Regions from separate parts of the Rattus norvegicus genome. Here region 1 is linked to region 2. Evidence: chromatin contacts called from public Hi-C data. All regions are on one chromosome and are shown on one strand. Each heading gives the region's core, a stretch centred on a gene start, on an enhancer-like site or on the middle of the called end of the contact. The rest is flanking DNA. Distances are from core to core; before and after follow the strand shown.

Region 1 (4,593 bases), core at 301-2,800, 110 kb after region 2:
TCCTCCCTTAGCCTGGATCCTTCTGTCCCATTTCAGAGCGAGGAACATCCCTGGCTCACCATGTTTTCAGGCCAGGAGGCTGTCTCCATTCTTGGAAGTGGGGACAGTCCAGGAGGTATCTTCACCCTGGGTGTTACAAATCCCTCAGAACCAGTACCAACAGAGACCTCCTGGCTCCCAAAAAGGAAGCCACATTAATCAAGAACTTTCTACAGGCCCAGGCATCATCCCACCTGTAACACCAAGAACCCAAGGCTCATAGAAATGATAAGATCTATCCAAGGCCATGGCGCAGACAGATCTAGAGCTGAGACATTCTTATTATTTTTTAAAGACATTTAGCTCACGGTGGCCTTAAACTACCTATGTAGCCAAGGATGACCCTGAGCTCCTGATCTTCCTACCTCCACCCCCTGCATGCTGGAATTACAGATCTGTACCATCACAGTTAACTTAGAGCCAAGCTATTCTACTCCCCGCCCCCCACTCTTTCCACTCTAGACCTCGAGGCACTAGCTCTGAGCTCCTCCATTGTTTGAAAATAGATGATTTTCAAGGACAGTGCTTGTGAATTGCTATAGGGTCTCTGTGTCTGTCACACAACAATTCAACACCAATGAAGCACAAACAAAGCAAACCAAAAACCCCCAGCAAATCCAGCATCTCCCCCAGCAGGAAGCACTGAGTATGGAGCCAGATGATGTCACAGATGGCTAACCCCTGGCTCAACATCAGAGCCAGATCCATCCTTGACCTCTGAACCCAGAGTGCCTTCTTACCCCAGCACCAACCCACACTGCTTGGTGCTGGCCAGAACACTTCAACCCCAGATATAGATGCTGATTACATGTCCACCATACATATGTAACAGAACCCAAACCCTGTGACCTTGAATAAGTCACCAAACCTCTCCGAATCTCTGGTAGATGTTGTAACAGGCCTGCCTCAAAGGATTATTGTAAGTGCTCAATGAGGTCATCCATGTCAGAGTGTACCACAGACCTGTCAGCAAATACTAGGTTGATACTGGGGAGGAGAGGTGTCGCTGGGGTTACTGACTCCAGTGCATATTCCCAGCATCCATAGCCCACCAATTTCCACCTCATCCCTCCACTGCCGTGATTATGCAGTAAGCACACACTCAGCACCGACCCCTCAGGCTCTATGCTGGACACATGGTGGTATGAGTCAGCCTGGGGCTGTTCTGAGCAACGTCTGTCCCTATCAACCTTCATAGCGCTTTCCACCTCCTTCCTCCAGTCCCAGCTCCAAACCCTTTCCTCTCGACCTTTAAACTTGCAACCTCCTGAAGCCCCCCTCTTAACCCTCATGCTCCACTCTCCATCCATCCCAAACAACTCAGCTTAGCCAGCAGCCCCATTCCTACTTCTTTCCTCCTTCTCCTCTTCTCTTTCCCCATCCTCAAGCGCGACACCACTCAGCTCTACCCTTCTTCCCAGTCCCTATTCTCCCGCCCCACGTCTCTCCCCTCATTCCCAGCCTTTTCCCATTTCAGTTACAGTGCTCTCAAGGTTCTGTTGGGGGTGGGGACACTGCCCCCAGAGGCCATTGTGGGAAGGCGCACCATGAGGAAATGAACCCCCAATATCCCAGGGCAGGCACAGCCCAGGCACCTGCAGTAGGTGGAGTCCCTGATTGGCTGGAATGGGGCGGACACTAACTGAGCTCCAAGCCAGCTTCTTACTCCCCACCCCCACCGCCCCTCTCTCCTCTGGGCGGGCCACCACGCTGGGACCTCGGCCCACAGCCTGGCTCCTCACGCGGCTCCTGTTTTATTAACCTGCTTGTCGCTGCTCTCGCTACTGAATAGGGCCTGGGGGGGCGGGGGAGGAGAAGGAAGGTGGGGGCCGGGCTTTGCGGGCGATCACCATGGAAACAGCAGCTCGGCCAATCAGTGGGCAGGCTGGCCGAGTGCAGCGGGCAGCTCGGTCTCTGAAGCCTCGTGCTGCCGCCGGCTGACTCCTGCCTGACAGGCGGTCCGCAACCCCTGCGAGGCAGAGGATGAAAGAGGGGACAAGACCCTAGGGGAAGTGGCACTGGTAGCTGAGTGGCGGGTGGGCGTGAGGCCGGAGGCACTGGGGGAGTGGGGGCTACACTAGAACATACAGAGAGACTGGGGGTCGGGGGGGTGATTTGCCTAGGTGTGGGGAGACGGTGACAGGACCACAGGAGTCCGGTGCAAGGTGGCCCAGTTTCTCCCTAGTGGAAGTGTTCAATCCAAGCCAGGGTTTCTCGCTGGTTAGAACCACTTCACTCTTTGTAGGGGAAAGGACTGTCTCTGTATCCACGGCCAGGCAACAGCATCCCTGTTTCCCAACTGTGACAAGCAAAGATGACAGCACACATTTGTTGAATGTCCCTGGGGTACAATCCCTGGTCGGGAGCCACTAAGCAGCACCAAGCAGTGGTCACTATTTGTGAAACTTGTTGCCCCTGAGCTGGCTTCCTTTCGCAGGGAGTAGGTGGAGGATGTGAAGGATGTGGAGGAGGAGGAAAAGGACAGGAAGCAGAACAGGAGGAGGAGGAGCCAGAGGGAGTTAGGCTAGGGTCCAGGAGAGAGGACTCCTGGGCAGTTAGTGTTGCAAGGAACAAACAAACTCTCTAAATACCTTCCTTCCTGCCGAGCCTTGCCCAGCTGTCCTGCAGACTCAGTCCTGATGCTATGTCCAGGAAGCCCTCCCTGGTTGTCTCATTGCCATTACTCACCTCGGCCTCCACCACATCCCTGTCTGACTCACTGGTAACAGTTGGCACCCCCGTTGCGGGAGAGTTTTCCCGTGCCAGACCCTGACAGACTTCATTCTGTTTTCTCATTTCATCCTTACAACTCCACACGCTACGTACTGCGATTGTCACCATTTTACAGGTGAGGAAAATGAGGCTCACATTAGTAAGCTTGCCCAAGATCCATCACAGAGCCAGCAATGAGGATTCTAAGCAGGTTGTCAGGTCTGAGAGCTTGCCTGTCTAATGTCGGATGTGTTGTGTGAAGCTTGTGCCTCCTGCATGGGTCTAAAGCCCCTTGCAATGCCCAGCACGCACTGGTGAGTAGCAGGCACTGCAGAACTGCTCTGAATAGGATGGAGGTTCTGTGTGAACAGCCAGGCATCGAGCCCAAGAAGGCTAAGACTGAATGACAACGCCAGAGTGCTGGTTCCCCAGAAGGCCAGCAGGGTTTCCTGTGGCGTGGTCTAGTGGAGCCAGCTCCAAGGAAGAAAATACCACTGAGCCACACTACCTCTCCAGCTCTTCCCCACCGAGCTGTCCTAGTACCATGGATGCTGCGCAGTGGCCCCCCCTAGTGGCGGGAGGGTCACTGATGACAGCGGTGTCCACTAGTGTACGTGAAGATCTCAAGCACAGTGGGTTTCTCACCTGGCCAAATTCTCAGGCTCCAGAGCATCCCCTCGGGGTTAGAACTAAAAGCCTCAAGTGACTGGACTCGGCTCACAGCCCGGAGTCTGACAAGGCAAACCCTCCATTACTACTCTCCCCACAGGAAGAGACCCTTGGCTCCACCCCTAACACATTTGAAGGGAAGAGGTGTTGCCAGCAGAGGACTCAATTAGGGCCCCCTTCGAAACGGCCGGAATGATTCCACCCCCATACCTGCAAGAGAGGGCTTGAGGCTGAGGGGCATCTGCCAGGAAATATTGAATGATACCACTTCCCACTCAGGTTAGAGTTTTTGGTCTGGAATCCAGGAGCTGGATTCCCAGGGGGCTCCCATCAGAACTGCTACCCACACACACACACCACACACCACCCGCCTCCCTCAGGAACCTGCCACACACGCACAGCACCTCGGCTTTGAAGGCAGGGCTCCTGGCAGGCTGCTGTTCCCATGGCAACCCCATCCCAGGCTGCCCTACCCAGTGCTTCCCTCCACCCCCTTCCTCCACCCTGAACCCACATCACCTTCATTCACAGAACAAGTGCAGCATCACATCAACAAAGTGGACACCCCTTCCCCCAGGCCTTCCTCTACCCTCTCTTTCTCCCTCTTCTCTTTCAGTGGAAAGCCACAAGCTGGGAAAAGAAACGGTGGCGAGAGTGGAGGTGGGGAGAAGCTGAGCTGAGGTGGATGAAGGGAGAGGGTGGAAACTAGAGGGAGCCAAGGCTCAGCTCCCCTCCACACCATTGTGGTCCCCGAGGTTTGGGCTTCTGTTTGCATTCCAGAATTGTTTCATCTTAGTGCATAGATCTGTGTCTCTGCCAGATGAAGCTCCAAGGCACAGGCAGGCACCCCAATGAGTCCCGGGACTCAAACTGGGACTCAATGTCAGAGCCCAGCCCTGTCTGCAGCAGCCACCAAACTAACTCTCAGACCCTAGAACTCAGCCCCCAGCCCCAAGGATGCTCTCCATTCTGAGCTGTCCCCCTTGTTTGGGAAGGACACTCCCTGGCAGAGTCAGTGGGGGCACCAGAGTCTCCAACGGGTCAGTACACAGTGCTGGGGGAGCCTCAACCCCCCACTCCTGGTTAGATAACACGAACTCCTCTGGCTGGGGAAACTTGGCTCTGGCAGGTGGTGTTGGAAAGCCAAGAGAAGCCTGCTCAGAGCCAGCATGA
Region 2 (4,182 bases), core at 220-2,719:
CTGAGCTCAAATTGTAGACTGTAGACTTGATCCCTTCACACCCAAATCCTAGGCTTTGACTGCAGCCCAGCCTTGAGGGCAGGGCTGAAATCCTGTCTTACACTGTCTGTTGCCTGAGTGCTCCAGGCTCCTGCCCACATCAAACCTTGGTGTTCCCATAAAATTTTCCAGAGTGAGGGGACCCCTCCCAGCTTCATCTCAGAACCTTCCCTTGGTTAGAGCTGCCAGGAGACGCAGGATCAGGGTACAGAAAACTCGGTAATAACAGGAGCGCAGGCAGCATGGCTGTTGTATAAAAACAGATTAAAACCTCATCGGGTTGGGGTAGGAAGTAATTCAGCAGCTTGGCCACCGTGGGAGAGCCCGAGGCAGCAGGTGCTGATGGCTAAACCAAAGAGCTACACTGGGGTTGGGAGTGTTCTGGCCTTGGGGGTCTGAACTACTTCCTCTGAGTCTCACCCCCAGAGCCACCTTCCTCTGTAGCCTATCTTGAAGTCAAGGTTGACACACCCTGGTCCCCTAGGGAGCGGTGAGGCAGGCTGAGGAGGTGTAGTCCTTGCCTAGCTCCACAGGCGGGCTCATTTACTCCTCAACTAGACATTGTTTTTCTCATTTGTTATATAGTCTAAGTCTCCTCACCTAGACGTTAAACCCCAGGCCTGATCATTTGTGTCCTGCAATGTATCTCCTGCCTGCAAGAAGGGCTTAGGTGTTGAGTGAATGAATCCATAGATTAGAGTCCTGTCTCTCTCAGATCAGCCTCATTGACCTCGCTGGCCTCAATTATAGGAGCTGTAAAATGGGTTGGGGTGCCTCTAGAAGGGCGATCTCAGGTCAGAAGGGACTTGAATGTATCTGGTTAAATTTAAACCAGGTGTGATGCTACGACCCCAGCACTGGGGTGGTGAAGGCAAGATCAGAAGTTCAAAGTCACTCCTTGCAATATAGAGAATTCGAGGCCAGCCTGGGCTACATGAGACCTTGTATCAAAAAAGATAAATAAACAAAAATTAAAAAAGGATTTCGCTAAACTGATTTATTTTTCTTTAAGAAAATTGAAATCGTGTCTGACTCTAGAGTTACCATCAGGGGGCGCCCTTGTGCAAGGCGCTGGGAACGCGACGCCTTCGCTGGCTCCAGGGAGAGTTCGGCCGTGGCCGCCCCCTCTCCCCGCCTCCACCTTTGGGGGTTACCTTCTTTCCCCTCCGTCCGGTTCACACGCCCACCCCCACTCCAGCCCCCGTTCCCGCTCCAAAGACTGTCTCTGCAGCCCGGCGCCCCTCCATCCCCCACCCAGCCTAGACTCCTTCCACCCACGCAGCCCCATATGCTGGGAAGAGCCTCCCACTCCCCATCTGTCAAGCCGCTTCCTTACCCCCATTCCCCCGCTCCGCCGCCATCCCCTCCTCCGGGAAGCCCTTCCTGATTGACAGAACGGGGAACCAACCTTGCAGGACACTTGGCCCCTGTCCCACTGTCCTAAGCAGAGGGTTGTATTAGGCAAGGGATGAACTCAACCTCCGAGCCTGGCTTTGGAGACAGATGTGCGAACTCTATGAGTTTCAGGTTGTGGAAAACCTTGCTAAGGCTCAGCAGCTAGGCTGGGAGGAACGCCCTCACTCCCGCCCCACTTTTGTCCCGCTTCAGAGGCAGGGGAGTGGGGCGTCCCCCACCCCCGCGGGTGCGGGATTGTGGTAGGGACAGGGACGCAGGGCCTGGGGAGCCGGGTGCGGAGGAACACGGTCTGTTTCTCTCGCCTGAAGGACTGGTTTCATTTCGCAGATTGATTATTGCTGCATGTGTGGATGTGCGCGCGCGCTGGGCGTTGTTAGCTTTTTCTTAAATGTACCTTGCTTGTCTAATGAATGTTTGATTGCACCTACATCCGGAGGCTGTTTTAATGAAAGGTGAAGGCTCCTAGAGGGAAATAAATAAATAAAAGATTGTTCCCCATCCCTTTGCACCTCCTTCTCCCAGCAACTCTCCGTCCCCAGCTGTCTTCTGAAGCCTGTGCCTCGCGGACGAATTCTGATCCTGTTTGAATGTTCTTGTGTAAAGGATGCTTCTCTCCCGGGGAAATCAGCCCCCTCCATCGGTCAATCTCCGGGCTTTTATTAAGGGCGTGAAGGGGAGATAAATGAGGAGAGAGGGCTGAGGGGGAGGAGAGGAGCCCTTTAGCTCCCGCCTTCACTCTACACTGTGGCTTTGCTCACTTGTTGAGTGGTGGGTTCTGAGTCAGGCTTTGCCTAAGTCAAGTTCGATTCATCAGAATGTGATTGGCTGAATTTGAGAGAGCCTCAGTTTCCTTAGCCGTAAAATGGAGATCATCGTGTTCATGTCTGGTGTTTGGGTGTTAGTGCATTATGTAAAGTTCAATTAAGTGCAGAGAAAGCAGGCAGCGGAAGCAGCTATAAATGTCTAGGGAACAGGGGTGGGGCACAGACCCCCAGAGACTGGCAGAGAGGGTTTGGGCTTGCGTTTATCAGTCTGAGGTCATTACCAAGGCCTGTGTGCCAGCCTCTGTTTTCCCCTGGATTCAGCTGTGAGAGCAGTAAGGGCCTCTGCACTCCATGTGTAACTTCCACACTGCACTCCATGAGTAACCTGCCACAGCCCCCTTCAGGGCTAAGACAGCAAGAAGGGAAACCTCAGTACACAGAGAAGGATCCCCAGCTCTGCCTGGCTTCTCAGACTGCAGTTTCATCAGGCAAAGATGAGGCGTGTCTGGGCATTGGCCTACTAGAGGACGCTGAGGTGAAGAGAGTGAAGTCATGGCTGATTGTAGAATGAAAATGTCATTCTCCCATGGTGGTGCTTAGAGAAACGGTCCTGGGGGAGAGTGTGGTGGCGAATGCACTTAGTCCCAGCATTGGCAGACAGAGGCAGGCAGATCTCTGAGTTTGAAGCTAGCCTGGCCTACAGAGCAAGTTCAAGAGCTGCCAAGTCTCAAGCCCCAGCCCTCAAAACAAGAATGGAAAGAAGAAAAACAGTAGTCCTGGGTTCAAATCCCGGGTTTTCTATTTTCTGTCTTTGTGACCAGAGCAAGTTATTCAGCCTTTCTGTACCTGACTTTCCTCTCCTGTTACATGGGTATATTCATAATAAAAGGCTAACCCCAACTTTCCTGTCACTGGATTTTTATGGAAATGAATGAGGTTAACATTCAGTAAGTGTCAAATAGTATTGATACCCATTGGTATTGGAAGATCAGCTGACAGGTAGGGATGAAATTAGGAAGTACCTTCTAATCCTTGGCAGAGAGTCTGGGTCAACCTAAGCACAGCAGGGAATAGAGGAGCCGTCAAATCTGTGTCCACCTTGATGTCATTTCTGGTTCCTCATTTTACACCCACATGCAGCTCGGCAGTAGCCATTGTCAGCACCTCTGTCATGACTCACAGAGCACCCGACCATTTCTTGCCACTTCCACAGCATCTTGGCCTCTGCTGTCCCATCTCTCTCCTCCACTGCTATAATGGCTTCCTGGCCCATCTGCCCTGCTATCTACTCTCCACACTGAGGTAGATAGGGCAGCAGTGGCTGCTCAGTGACCTTATCTCTCACTCGGGGGCAACGCCAGAATTTTCATGGTGATTGGCAGATACTGTGAGGTGAGGCCCATTACCAAACCCACCCCTCCCCTCTTTAAAAAAAATTACAACTATTTATTTATTCGATGAGCTCATGTAATCACTCCATGATATATATGCAGAGGTCAGAGAGCAACTTTGTGGGAGTTGGTTTTCTCCTTTAACTCTGTGATTCCTGGGGATCAATTTCAATCTTGGTGACAAATGTCTTAAGCTACTGATGTGTCTCACTGGTTTCCCCCTTGGTTTTTGGCCTTATTCTGTAGCTCAGGCAGGCCTAGACTATGTAGCTAGAGCTGGCCTAGAGCTAGATGGTAATCCTGCACCCTCCCCCCTCTTGTCTTATTCCTCTAGCCTGATGGTGCCCGCACCCTTGACAAGCTTAAGTGTGAGCTTGTGAGGAAGTTCCTCTGTGGGATTTGCACTTGATGTTCTATCCGCCTGGTCCAACTGCAGTTGTATCAACAACAATCAGTCTCCCCATCGCCCCTTCAGGCATAGGATCAGTGAGGTCTGCCTTGCAGAGCCTACCTCCTGTCTGAGTGCTCACACTTAGCATTAGGAAGCACTCCAGAACACTGCAAATGTACTT

The links. A called contact is a pair of places that touch in the nucleus more often than the background predicts.
Region 1: a contact with region 2 is called in a Hi-C map of liver, with 5 times the contacts expected there. The contact joins two enhancer-like sites. A contact is called at or near these places in 10 of 12 Hi-C or Micro-C datasets (the A7r5 cell line, Schwann cells, frontal cortex and 5 more).

The regions. Positions count from the first base shown.
Region 1 is chr18:30,223,746-30,228,338 of GRCr8, forward strand. No RefSeq gene overlaps it. Among named protein-coding and RNA genes, the nearest start is that of Pcdh1, 64 kb to the right of the region's middle. Within about 2 kb of position 1,551, at least 54 of the 93 cell types and tissues checked have an H3K27ac peak or open chromatin away from gene starts, as enhancers often do. A contact at or near this core is called in Schwann cells and liver, where this site is marked.
Region 2 is chr18:30,110,297-30,114,478 of GRCr8, forward strand. No RefSeq gene overlaps it. Among named protein-coding and RNA genes, the nearest start is that of Arap3, 28 kb to the left of the region's middle. Within about 2 kb of position 1,470, at least 35 of the 93 cell types and tissues checked have an H3K27ac peak or open chromatin away from gene starts, as enhancers often do. A contact at or near this core is called in Schwann cells and liver, where this site is marked.